Linked DNA regions of Gossypium hirsutum: region 2 is linked to region 1. The links are chromatin contacts, called in public Hi-C maps. All regions are on one chromosome and are shown on one strand. The core of a region is the stretch at or near the end of the contact, and the rest is flanking DNA. Distances in the headings are between cores, read along the strand shown.

Region 1 (6,850 bases), core at 2,767-5,266:
ATGACTGGGCTCATATAGTCCTATTTGGTGTAATTGGTTGGACGGAGTTGGTATGTAGTGGATGAGGGTAAGATTGTTATGTTCTGTTTTGTTATATAATTATGAGTATATGGACATTCTGATATGTTATTTTGATAATTGCTATAACCATGATCTCATATGAATTTTGTTGTGGGCCAAGGCATACACTGGGCTTCTTAACTCACTCTGTTAATTTACCATTTTTCAGGTAACTCTCAGACTTAGGATTTGACAACGATCTCGGATCTCAGTTTGGTCATTTGAACTTTAGTGTTGTTTTGAAACTTTTTTTTAGACATTACGAACTTTTAAACTGTTTGTTTTTCCATACGTTTACTTTGGGTTTTGCTAAAAATTTATTAGTTGATCGTTTTTTTTCTAAAGTTGGCATGATTAATTATAACCTAAATCAATTGGACAAATTATTAAATTAAATGGTTTTCCAAAATAATAATCTAAGAGATTTTCAGCTACAAATATTTGATTGGAACATGGGGTTTTACAAAACAAGGAATTAAGGCAAAATGGTTTAAATAAACTAATTTTATAAGTTGATATTTCAAAACACATCCACATGTTATTGTGACAAACACTTTTTATCAAAGTTGAAAGGTTTTAAATAAGAATTTGTTTGAAATCGAAAGATCAAAGTTTTGGATAGTATTGTAACCTTTATAATTTGACCATAATGTCTAGGCCGGGTTTGGGGTGTTACAAGAATCATAAAAACTTCTACTATCAATGGCTTGTCTGTCGAATTTTCCTAATAATTATGTAAAAAAAGAAGAGAAAAGATTAAAAAAGAAGAAGGCAAGTGGGAAAATGTTCTATTACATTGTTTGGGTTTTTTTTTCGTAAGTTTCAATTTTTTTTTAATTTTTGAGATTTTTTCTTTTAATTTATAATACAAAGTACCCTACTTCTTTTCTAAACCAATCTTTATTTTTTGTAAGTTTAGTTGCTAGATTGATTTTATCACAAGAATCAAATACTCTGATCTTAATGAGATTGGATGTGGAAAAATTAACTGCAAAATTCTTAGTTTTTCCTTGGTGCAATTGATTTCCATATGAGTTTTTATTTATTTTAAAGATATGCATTTATTTGTTTACAATTATCATTAAGAAATTTTTAAAAATATCAAAATGTTTTTTTTAACTATAGTTTAGATGCCAAATTAGTTATTAACTCTTTGAATAAAGGGGCAATGATATTTTTTAACGGAAGTTAATAGTCGAGTGAAAAAAATGTAACAATTTGATAATATTAATGACTATTATATAACATTTGAAAGTTGTGTCAACGAAATGTAATTTTAAACAAAATTTAAGATAGTTTACCTTAAATTTATTTATTCAATTATATGAAAGAAATATAATTTTTGCTTTAAATTTATTTATTTAATTGTTTGTTCTAGAAATACATGATTTTAATTAAAAAAATTTTAAAAAACAGTAAGTACAGATCATAACCTAAAAATAGAAGAAATCATGGACTAAAATTAAATAACATACAAAATAGTGAAATATAAAAAAAATCATAATGATTTTTTTTTTTGCTTAATCGAAGTACAGCAGTTTAAAGAACTGCAACAAAACAAGGCAAAGCTACCAGAACAAAATAGTCCTAGCAAAAAACCAAAAACCAAACACAGACCATAAAAAACAAACACGGACAAAATCCAACAAACAAACCACAAAAACCCTACTGAACCCAATCAGTAAAACAGACCACAAAGTATAAATAAATCAACACAATTCGGCCCAGAAACCACCACACAACTTGCAAATATTACAGCAAGCACCCAACCACTAAACCCCTTAAGTCTCCACGATGCCTTAAACATGTCCTGCCTTTTCACACCAGCAACCACTAGCACAAAAGCTAACTTATTCCCACTCTTGTCCGTTAACAAAAAGGTTACAATTCCCATTAACGACAACCTTAAATCGACTTCTTTAAAGAGAGGAAACAACAACCACGGTCTCACAGCTTTATTCTCCAACCAATTCAGCACCTTCATTGAACCAACCTCAATGAATAAAGTGCATTTACCTTTCCATCCCAACTCTAAAAACATATCCAAGGCAATGCTAATCGCCCCCACCTCTGCGGCAAGGGAGTCTTTCGCTTTAAACGGACTAGAAAATGAGGCCCTTGCCACCCCATCTGAACATCTTAACACCCCACCACACCCGCCTTTATCCTCACACGCTACACCATAAACATAGAATTTAACCCCAGCATAACACGGAGGACACCAAAACTTTCCACTCAAACCAACTTCTTTAAAATTACACCAACTTTGATATGGACAAACCCACCAAATTCTCTCATCTACTTACAATTCTTCATACACAGACCTAATCCACATCAAAGCCCAAGTCTTTGAAAGAAAAACTAAGCTGGACAATTGGCCATTTTCAATCGAACACCAGCTTATTCCTTGCTAACCATACCGACCAACAAGTCACTGACATCGATATCATCCATAAACTTTTAACCACACCGTAAACTCCGGTTCTCTATAGCACCAAGGACACCCGTCCCTCAATTGGTCAAGCTTCACACCTCTTCAAATGAGAAACTGCTTCGTAGGAAGACGATCAATTAAAATCATCCATATGAAACTTTTCACTCTAGGGGGCACTTTTAATTTCCAAATTTTATCAAAATCAAAACTTAAAACCAACCCCCCAACACTCAGCAACAATTCAGTAAGTTTTACACCGAGAACACATATTTACAATCATGAGTCCATAATAATCTTCAACTAACAAAAATCTTCATCTAAGAAGTCCACATTATTTACAAAACAATCTTTATCAAGCAAAAACTGTCCAGTCTACTTATTTTATTTACTAGGCTGAACCAAGTAAATTTTCTTCCCTAACAATCGCAAATCCACTAAGAGACATTTCTCTAAGAAATTCCCAAATTCTTTTAAACCTCTTAATAATCCTACACAATCGCTTCGTACACTCTTATTCCGATTAGCGTTAAAATCTCCACCCACAATCCAATGCTTTGTGAATTGCTCACGAATTTTGATCATTTCTTCCCAAAAAATTTTCTGCTCCCTCAACATATTAGGCGCATAAACATTAATCAACGCCGCTTCCCACCCTTCAACACACCAAAACCCTTCAACCACAATCAGACGATTAATACAAAACTCTTTTTTTTACTAGAAAACATGATTTATCCCAGATTATAACCAATCCTCCCGACCGACCCACAACTGTTGCAAATCTAAAATCAAAATTATTATCGTCCTAGATTCTACTTACAAGGTCCCCTGACACTTCCTCTAACTTTGTTTCCTGTAAGAAGCAAACGTCCTCCCTATGTAGTTTGACTAGTCTGTTAACCATAGTTACCTTAACATCTGAACCCAATACCCTAACATACCACGATACTATTTTCATCTTTACCATCCATACAACATTCAAAAAATAACAAACTCTACACAGACGCACCTATGATTGCTATGATTTTGATGATCCTCCGCCTCCATTATTGTTAAACTTCAAAGTCTCAAAATATCCTCAATGACATCTCTTTTGTCCCCTATTATTCTAAGCCCCACTTCTTCCCTAACTCCCAAGTCTGTTTAGCCTTCTTAAGAATAACCTTCCTCCTGTTACTAATGTCCGAATCAGACAAAGAGATATTCACAATTTTCTCCTCTCCTAATGTCGCTTTGCTCTTATCCTTCTTTTTGCCTCGATCCCTCCTTAGTTTTTCTTTGGAAGACAACACTTTGTCTTGAATGTCCTGCATGGAACAAATCCTCTTGTTGAAATGTTTCTTCTTCCTCCTACTTCTGATTGCATTTAAAAATTCCTCTTCAATTTCCTGACAAAAGACCTGACCCTCAGTCTCTGGAACTTCAGAAATATTGGGGGAAATTTTATTTGCGTCTGGAATACAACCCCCATTCAAATGCTGCCCTCCAATACTGTAAGAGCCCAATCCCACTTCAGGATCCACCAGACCACCTTGACCCCCACTAGGGCCCAAAACCAATGTCAAACCCATGTTAACGACATCCTCTCTCGCCCGATCCAACCCGCTATTATTTCCATCAGCACCTAAATTATCACCTGCTAACCCTCCCACGCTTACAGCATCATTATCACCTTCATTAAATTCCACCAGCACTTTCTGACATTTTTTCCCTGCACTTTCATTTTCAATAACTTTTTTCCTTCATACCATCCATTGAAACGTTTCAAATTCCAGTCGTCCACTTTTCTGATTCCAAACCAATCACCGATTCCGATTCCGATTCTGATACACTTTCAACAGCCACCCCCTGAATTTTTCCCTTCTTCGAAAGACTATCTTTGATTTTGTGTACCTCTGACCATCCTTTTTCCCTAATACTAACCGGAAATCTAACCTCTCCCACCTCCAACAACACTATCTCATCCAATTTTTGAACTTGTGAAATTGAAATCAACATCTCGACTTTCTCAAAATTATTCGCACCTGACCAATTTTCCCCCATCGACACCAACGTACCCCATTTTCCAGTGATTCTTTTAAACGTTTCATAGTTCTAGCAATGCGTAGGTACCCCTGATAATTCAATCCATGTGACCCTCTCTGTAAAGACCAACTTTTCTGACCAAGGTGCAATATGGATGAAGAATTCCTTCAAATACGACCAGTCTCTTTGCTTCAAAATTTCAAAAAGTTCATCATCCGGGATTTTAATAAGAAAATGGTTTCCTTGAATTCTCTTCACCCTTATTTCACCAAGACCGATCCCCGCAACTCTATCAGCTAAACTCTTCAATTCACAGAAAGAAGCTACTTCCCCCACCAAGCATTTTTGTAACTTCCACAGTTGCTCGTCCTCTACATGACCTTGCACTACCTTTCCTATATTCATCCCCTCTCCACCCGAACCACTACCTAACTCTCTTTCAAATCTTTTCGCTTTCCAAGCTACATCCATGTGTTCTTGGACTTCCTTCCCTCTAAGCTCGTCGACAACTCCTTTCTGACTTGGTTCTTTGAAAGACGAAGAATTACGTTGACTGGTCGCATTTCTCCATGTTACTCTTCTTCCGTTAAACCTAGCTATATTCACCCATATTCTATTTCCAAGAATCACAAAGCCATTAAGTCTTGATATCGCTCGTTGAGCATCCAGAAAATTAGAGAATCTCACAAAACCGAATCTCTTTCCATTCCTGCTTGTTTTCTCCGGGATAAAAGCGTTAACCACCTTTCCATGGTAACTGAAAAGCGTCCATAACCCTTTCCAATGCACAGTCACCGAAATATTGAACACGAACACCGTGATCGACCCTCCCATATTCCTTTATTTGTCTATATTAAATTAATACTATTGGTTCAATTCTATTCTATTACACCCATTTTTTAAAATTTGAATTTCGTTAACCATTCGAATACTTTAATTTATCTGTATTTCCTTTTTCAGGCTCAAATGTTAATCAAAATCATAATGATTTAATACAATAGGTATAAAATTCTTTTATTTTAAACAAATTGTAGTATATATAATTTTGAAATTACCTTGGGTATGAAATAATTTATTTTATTGTCCAATCTTACTAATACCACAGTTGGAATGATTGCTCCAAAAATATTAAAATTAAAAGGATTAAAATTTTTCTATTAAAAAATGAGTTAAATAATTAAAACATGAAAGAATGTTTGGTAAAATTGTATTTGTAGAAAATAAAACAGGAACCAAATATGGTGGAATAAAGAAATGATAATAATGATTTTAAAGGCTGTCAGAATGGATTGTGTATTATATACTAAAATCAAAATTATTATATATTTAATAATTTAAATAGATATTTTAGATGTGGATAAGATTCATATCACTTTATTTATGTCATTTTCTTGTTACATTTATTTATGTTGTTGTTAACTTCTGTAGTAAAAAAATGAAACAAAAAATTATCATTACCTCATAAATTTTATTATTTTTATTATTAAATTTATTAATAATTTCAAACGAAGTGGAGTTTGGAAGAAAAAAGTGAAAATAAAACAAAATAATAGGAAATTAATAAATAAAATAAGTAAAATCAAGGCTTACTTATCAAGAGATTGGCATGGGTTAAGAATTATTATTTAATGATTTGATATGATGATTCGGTTTGAGATAAATGTAATTGATTTTTTCAAATTTAAGGGTGGATTTGAATCGGTGATGTGTTTACTTATGGTTGGTGTAAAAATAGCGGTAGCAGTGAAATTAGATATTTTAGTGATATTGTAGCGTTAGACAAAAAGTAAGCTAAACGCACCACACTGCACCTCACGACCCATCCAAATCCACACTAAGTTTGATAACATAATAATTATTCTTTTATTTAAGGGAGAGTATTTGGTACACTCGTGATAAGGATGACAAAACTCGAATCATCTCACAGATTTTAAATCGGCCTGCTTTATATGGAATGGATTTTTTTTTTAAAAAGTAGATGTGGGGTGGGACGAGGTGGATTTTTTTTAGATAGTGAGTATGAAGCAGTTATGGCAATTGTTTGCCCACCTTGCCTCACTTCACTATATAAAGTTACCAATTTATTTTTGTACATATATGACTATTAAAAGGATAATAATGTATTATAAAACAAATTCATATATTTTATGTTCAAATATTTTTTTCTGAAGAATTATATTTAAATATTTATTTGACTTTAAAAATATTAAAAAATAGTAAAAATTAAATTAAAGCGAAGCAAGATAGAGCAGGGAATGATGCATCCAACATCCATGGAGGTCGTAGTGAATTTTAAGATTATACATCCACAGTGGAGCAGGGAAGATGGTAGAG
Region 2 (6,933 bases), core at 3,066-5,565, 87 kb after region 1:
TCCCTGCATAGTTCAAGATAGGCCCGTGGCGGGTTTTGGCAAAGATGGCATTGAAAGAATTTGTGTCAAGGTGGAGATTGTTAGAATTGTGTGACCCAAATTCTAAGAGATTGCTTGCAAGTCAAGTTAAACAAAAATATATTTTCTTTCTAGAAGATTTAGTATTTATTAGTATAATATATTTAGCATTTATTAGTATAGTTTATTTGACTTACTAATTTAGCCTATAAATAGGCTCCTTTACAATCTTAGAAAAAGAGACACCCATTAGATTAGAACTCATAACACATTCAGAGAATTTTGTGTTTACGTTTGAGGGTTCTTTGTTTTTCGGGTTTTCGGGGTTTAGTTTTTATCTCCATCTTTTGTACTCTTCATTCTTTTGCCATTATAGTAAAATTATCTTTGCCCGTGGTTTTTTATCCTCTTTTGAGGGGTTTTTCCACGTTAAATTTGTGTGTTCATCTTCTCAATTTCTTCTACTATTTTTACTTGTTCGTTGCTTAATCGGGACGATCCTAACAATTAGATTGCAATGGCTAAAGTGCTTGGTTTGTTAGGATATGGTGCCTCCAAAAGATCCCTACATCAAGGTAAGGGTGCTTGAAGATTTGGGTAGTGGAATAATTCTCAGTGATAAATCTGCCAAATTTGCTCGTCACTCAATGCACTTTCTCAAACGAACTGATGCCGAGCAATACATTGCACGGGTGGGTGGCATTTTCCAGTTAGTTAGCTGTACTTGTATCATGAGAAGGGGCTGCTATATCCTTATTGATTTCTAATTATTTTCCTTGTATCAATAGGGCTTAATGGAGGAGCTGACAGGCTGAACCTGAAAGAGGTATATCTGTGATGCATTCTCCCTCTTCTTAGGATAAAGATGTGTCATACTAATATTAATTCAGCAGCCACTACAGCACCCTAATACCAGACCTGTTTCTTCATTCTTTGTATGTGCACTCTAGCTCTTGGCAAGACTGATGTACCTTGAACAAGAAGAAAGAGAAGAAAGTTTTAGGTTATATTGTATCTAGATTATTTTCTGGTAATTGGTTTAAATAGTAACTAGAGAGGATCAATGTAAGGGGTTTTGAAGGCTGCATAACATCCAAGACAAAGCGATAGGACTGAGTTATCTGATATTTATTGCTCGACTCAAATAGCTTATTAAGTTTTTTAATTAATATTACTTTCACCATTCTCTTTCCCGGGTTACTCTCTTCTTAAGGTGGTTAAATAATTCATGGTTACAAAACATTTTAAGCAAGCTGGAATTAATTCTGGATGGCCACCAGCCATTGTGCCAATCTCATTTGCCATAACTCTGCAACTTGTATTCATAAATGATAATTTTGAGGGGCAACACTAAAACTAATAGCCAGGCGTTAAAATTTACAACGATGCTGATATCCATTATTATAATTGTGAGATTAGGTGGTATAGATATTATTTAAATTGACACATTTGTCTAGGTGGAAAAGAAATATATATATACTGAAGGGAATAGAGTTTTTCTTTGGGGTGATTTTTTAAAAAAAGGGAACAATTTTTTAAAATGTCTTGTTTTAATTTAAAATGAAGAAAAAAAGGCTCTAATAAATATATGTTTTTATAGAATTTTATTTTATGTAGTTTAATTAAAGAGTTGTTGTTTGGTCGTGAGATAAAATTTAATTCATATTAAATAAAAATAATGCACATTTACAAATTTTACTAATAAAGTAAAAATAAAAAACAAATAAATTAAAATTTTAATAATTCATGTGTTTTTGTATTTACATCGTATTTATATTATCTTTTATCTTTATATTTTTATTTTAAGTTGTAATTTTTTATCAATGTAATTGAGTGTTTGATGTTTTCAAGTAAGATATTGGTTTGATTCTAAATTCATTCAGAGTCCAAAATAATTAATTCAAGAAAAAAACACTTGTTGGATATTATGAAGCTGAAATTAAGACCAAAGTAGAACAAAATTAGAATGTAAACGTGTGAACAAAATGACCTCATGATTTCTAACCCCTCAAAATAGAAAGTTTTACCACAGTAATATTCATTTGCTTTCTTCCATTTTCAAGATCTCCTATTTCCTCTCTGCAGTGCAGTTCCTCTTCTTTTTCCTTCCATTGCGTGGGGGACCTTCTAAAGTTTCCATTCTCCAATGGCTTCTTCAAAGGAATGGGCAAACTTCATCTCCTCCATTGCTTCTTTTATGTATTTCCTTCTTATTATCTTCCAAATCCCTCTTTTCAGGTACTTATTACATTCCACCTCCCCCCTTCTTCTTCTCCAGTTTGTATGGCCTTCCTTTTTGTCTTTTATAGTATTTCAAAGAAACTGAATATTCCATGCCATCTGTTGCTTCTCTCTTTTCTTCTAGTCACCACATTTCGTAAACCGGAAAGTTTAGCACAACAATTGTGTTATTTTGCTTAAACATTATTCCTAGGAACTGTGTCATTTTAACTTCCTTTGTTCATTTTCATATATTTTGTTTTTCTTCTTGCTTTGCTAACTCCTACATGTTTGAGGGAAGGGAAGACAAAATGAGTTATGTGCATGAACAAAATAATGCACCAATGGTTCCACTAAACTCTCCTCCAGCTGATACAAACACCATTTTTAGCATTCTAGCACTATTTTATGGGTTTGGCCTCAAATGGCAAAATCCCCTTGTTTAAGATTTGCTTTTACGGTAAAAAAGTGTTTTCTTTTTTAATAATTAAAAGCAATGCTAAACACTCTCTTAAATTTATGCCAAAATCCCCAAAATCCAAATCAGAATATACCCAAATTATTGATTTGTTCTGCTGTGCAGGGTACCATGTAGATTTGGAATGTGCAAAACACCCGTTGAGGTAACAACCTCTCAGTTGATGGCCAGTGAACTCTTCCCTACATATGTAGTTAAGGTCCTTCTATATCCAGGGGCTGTTGCCAATGCTATCATCAAAAGAAGGACTCTTCCAAGGTATAGCAAATTGCTGAAATTATATAACATCAGTGCTTTGAGGAAATCTACTGCTGTATCTGATCTCCAGCGCCTAGAGGTAAACATTTACTCACAAAAGGACTCATATCCATCTGTGATTAGGTAGAAACTTTTTGGTGATTCAATGATTTCACAAATATCCCAACATCTTTTTGCAGATTCTTGCCGGAAGCTACTTGTCTGTGGTGGGAGCTTTTATAGGTCTCTCAAGGCGTGCAAGAATGAGCCTTTTTGGGACAATGCTTATAATATGGAGTCTTGTCAGAGAGATCGTTCTGGGACAATTTCATAACATGTTCCCCACAAAATCTATTCAAATGTACCCAACATTGATACTTGCTGTTGTTTGTGCTTTTTTGTCAATTAAAAAGGATGTAAGAAAACTAATCCATAGTCCCAGAGCAAGGCGAGTCAAATTGTCGTGAAAGGTATATGGAATCATCGGTGGAGTATGCAACTGCGATATTGCAAAATTTGGTGGTATACTGTTTTGAAACCAAAAGCAAACAATTAGCCCACCACTGGAAAAGGGAAGGAAGAACATCAGAGATGTATTTTCAGAGCAGCTTTGAGACCTAGTACAATTTTTTATTAGCTTCTTTCCTTTTCTGTATTAAAGCAAAAAGGATTTATTATATTTAATGCTCATTGTTGTATTTGATAACTTCATCAACATTTGTTCTCTAAAATTGCAGCGTTTCTGTCAAAAAGTTGCAGCTGAGAAAATAACATGTCACACACATCATCAATAGAATCAACTCTGTGTTCGAGCTAGTGTACCAATTGGTATGCCTTTAGTAAATTAAAGTAACATTGTTCCACTTTAGTGTTAAATTGTTGACCTAGTAATCAACTATTTAATCATTTGTACCTGTGTCAGGTGTGTTTTTGTATAGGTTGATTCTGCACTGCTATTATTATTTTTATTATTTATGTTAGTTTTACTATTTATGTTCAGAATTTGTAGGTGATCTCTAAAATTTCAATCTAAGTCTTCGTTAAAAATACAATATATATTACTATTGTACACGACTTGTCGGTGAGTCTAAAATATAATTTATGCAGTATATTACTATTCTACCCTTGTTCATTCTAAAATATAATTTCTCAAACATGTTTGTATCAACACTATACTTGTAATTATACTGTATTAGGAACTGATCCATTTTTCTATAAAGGAAAAAACAAGAAGATGAAACTCAATATTTTGGTTCAATCACTTTGAAATATGGAATCCAAGGTCTTGAATTGGAAAATTAAGAAGAGTAAGTTTGAGACGCATCCATCCATAACAATGGTTTCTACAAACACCAGGTAACGGGCAAAGACTAACATATGTTTATCCTTACTTACTTTGTCTTCTTCTCTAGAAAAATTCCCACCTTATATTTAACCACAAATTAACACTACTTTGAGAATAAATGTGAGATACTCAGATCCATATTCGCAAAAGCACCAACATTCTTTCCCACTACCCACTGCAGCATATCGAGAAATTCTTCAGAATTCGAAAGCTTTTCTGTCTTCATTTTTACCCTTTTTGTTTTTTGCTTCTCTTTGTTTGCTTTATTTTTAAACTCTTCAAGCTTATTCAGAGAAGCCTTACTGAGTTTGGAATTGGGTTTTACTTCTGTGTCTGGAATTTGCATTGTTAGTGTAGTTTCTGTCGCTGGGAACTTGTTTTGCTTTGTTGGGATTATAGTTTATGATACAGCGTTGGTTTTTGAGGCTAAAGGTTGATCAACGGTGGACTTTTGGCTAGTTCTGTGAGTGGGTTTTGGTTGTAGAGGGTAGAAATCGTGGGGTAAGATTCTACAAGTGATCTTTTCAATAGTTTACAGCTTACCAATTTCTGAAAGCTGGGAATTTTGTTTTGAGAACCAGAAACTGTGACGGTTTCTATATGGCCTTCTCAAGTGAAGTATGCATATTTTGCTAAATTTCAATAGATTTTATATGTGGGTTTTAGTTTCCAGAAGCTGATATTGTCTTTGGAATTTAGAATTTTATACTTGTATATAGGTTTCACTTGATACCTTATCTGTAGAGATGTTTAATACAAGCTTGCAAATGTCACTGAATTGCCATCTCAAAGATGTTTAATACAAGCTTGCAAATGTCACTGAATTGCCCATCTCACTTATCAGTGTCTGTAACTAGGCAGAGAAATGTTTGTAAGAGAAGGCTGAATCCGGTTCTAGCTGTGCCCCCGTCCTCAGTGATCTTACACACTGATGAAAGTGGGGAATTTCCTGAATCTAGGAACAGTTCTAGTTCAAGTAATGCTTCTTTAAGCAGCTGTGCTGGGTCCTTGCTTTGTCATCCTAATACTGTGGGGATAATGGGAGGAGGATCTGTTGATTCTACTCTCAGTTTCGTTAGAAAACTTGTTCATTGGAGTAAAGAAAATGAAGAGACTTGCACGCCCTTTGTTCTTTGCTCTGATCCAGTGTTGAATAGGGAGCTTTTATCCCTGGAGAGGAATTCTTCTACTCTCTGCAGTAGAAATGCACGTTCGCAATTTGATCATAGCCCGATTGTCGAAAATTTACTAAGTAAAAGAGTTTTCCTTGAGAAATCAGGAGCTCAGTGCATTGTAGTGCCTTGTCATATTTCACACTCATGGCATGATGAAGTGTTTAACGGATGTTCTATTCCTTCCCTTCACATGGCTGAGTGTGTTTCCAGGGAGCTTAAGGAAGCCAAGTTGAAGCCACTAGAAGCTGGGAGCCCTTTGCGGATAGGGGTTCTTGCCACCGATGTGACTTTAAAAGCAGGGTTTTACCAAGAGAAACTGCAGAATGAGGTAAATTCATTCCTGATTGTTTGCCGTGAGAAATAGTACATGCATTTAGGTAAATGCAAAATATATATATATATTCAAAAAAAATAGAATACATTTTGTCTGTTAAGGAGATCCTTTATGGTTGACCTTCATATGCTTGGAATGCTTTTGAAGGCACCGACTAAAGTTTAGGTAATAAATTTACCAACTAAAAGTTTCAAAATATTAAGAAATGCAAATAAGAATATAACACCTGTAAGATCTTAAATAATGGTCAATCTATTATTGGTTTTCATGTTTGAGGCAATTTGGCCGCTGCCGGGGCAAGGAAGAGGGAAAGTCTAAGTGGATGTAGATATATATATATACACGTATATATACACATATATATTATCCTTCATAGCTTGTAGGTATCTCTTAACTAGTTTAGATTATATGTTTGGCATGATATGAGCACATTTTATGTTTTTGATCATAAATAATCTCGCAAAAAGTATCAATATCAGTGTTTTCAAAACCTTTGTGGTGTTCTCTCACTTACCATGGAGATCTTCAGTATCACTGTTTTAAACCTTATGTACGCATACAGGGATTTGAGGTTGTGCTGCCAGATAAAGCAACCATGGAGCACACTGTAATCCCTGCAATTGATGCTATAAATAGAAAAGACATGGAAGGGGCACGAAATCTGCTGAGAATCGCTCTCCAAGTCCTCTTGGTGAGGGAAGTTAACACTGTTATCCTTGCGTCCAATGATATGTGTGATCTTTTGCCACGAGATGATCCACTTCTTAAGAAATGTATTGACCCAATGGATGCATTGGTCATGTCAACTATCAAGTGGGCACAACAAGCTGTGAAGGAAGGTACATAAAGGCTGCTAAATTTTTAGTTTTATGCAGTCTTATTGCGACTTTTTTTTTTTAGTTAAATTATTACAGGCTTTCCTAAGATTCTGGGGAATATGTTCTGAAAAAATGCCCCATATTGTTCTGTTCATTTGTCAATTAATAAAGTGTATAAGAACAGAAACTGCAAAGAAAATTATTAGTGAGAAGAAGTGCCTAAAGTCTTCGACTATCTGCTGACTTAGAACAATAGGGGATTGTTCTTTCTGAGGGTTCTTCATCTTCAGTCAGCCATGTTAAGCATG

Evidence for each region. A called contact is a pair of places that touch in the nucleus more often than the background predicts.
Region 2: a Hi-C map of leaf shows a contact between it and region 1, with 6 times the contacts expected there. The contact joins the promoter of LOC107897204 here to the enhancer-like site in region 1. A contact is called at or near these places in 14 of 34 Hi-C or Micro-C datasets (anther, callus, fibers and 3 more).

The regions. Positions count from the first base shown.
Region 1 is chrA10:12,075,260-12,082,109 of Gossypium_hirsutum_v2.1, forward strand. No RefSeq gene overlaps it. Among protein-coding and RNA genes, the nearest start is that of LOC107944740, 13 kb to the left of the region's middle. Within about 2 kb of position 4,017, at least 9 of the 9 cell types and tissues checked have an H3K27ac peak or open chromatin away from gene starts, as enhancers often do. A contact at or near this core is called in fibers, hypocotyl and leaf, where this site is marked.
Region 2 is chrA10:12,161,832-12,168,764 of Gossypium_hirsutum_v2.1, forward strand. It overlaps LOC107897204 (broad specificity amino-acid racemase RacX), which reads left to right and starts at 4,316. Exons shown (of 4, transcript XM_041078739.1): 1 at 4,316-5,801; 2 at 6,370-6,646. The coding sequence starts at 5,091. It overlaps LOC107896079, which reads left to right and starts at 2,063. Exons shown (of 3, transcript XM_041078737.1): 1 at 2,063-2,256; 2 at 2,822-3,053; 3 at 3,154-3,859. The coding sequence starts at 2,165. The coding sequence ends at 3,420. It overlaps LOC121208207 (a long non-coding RNA gene), which reads left to right and starts at 771. Exons shown (of 2, transcript XR_005903150.1): 1 at 771-844; 2 at 969-1,025.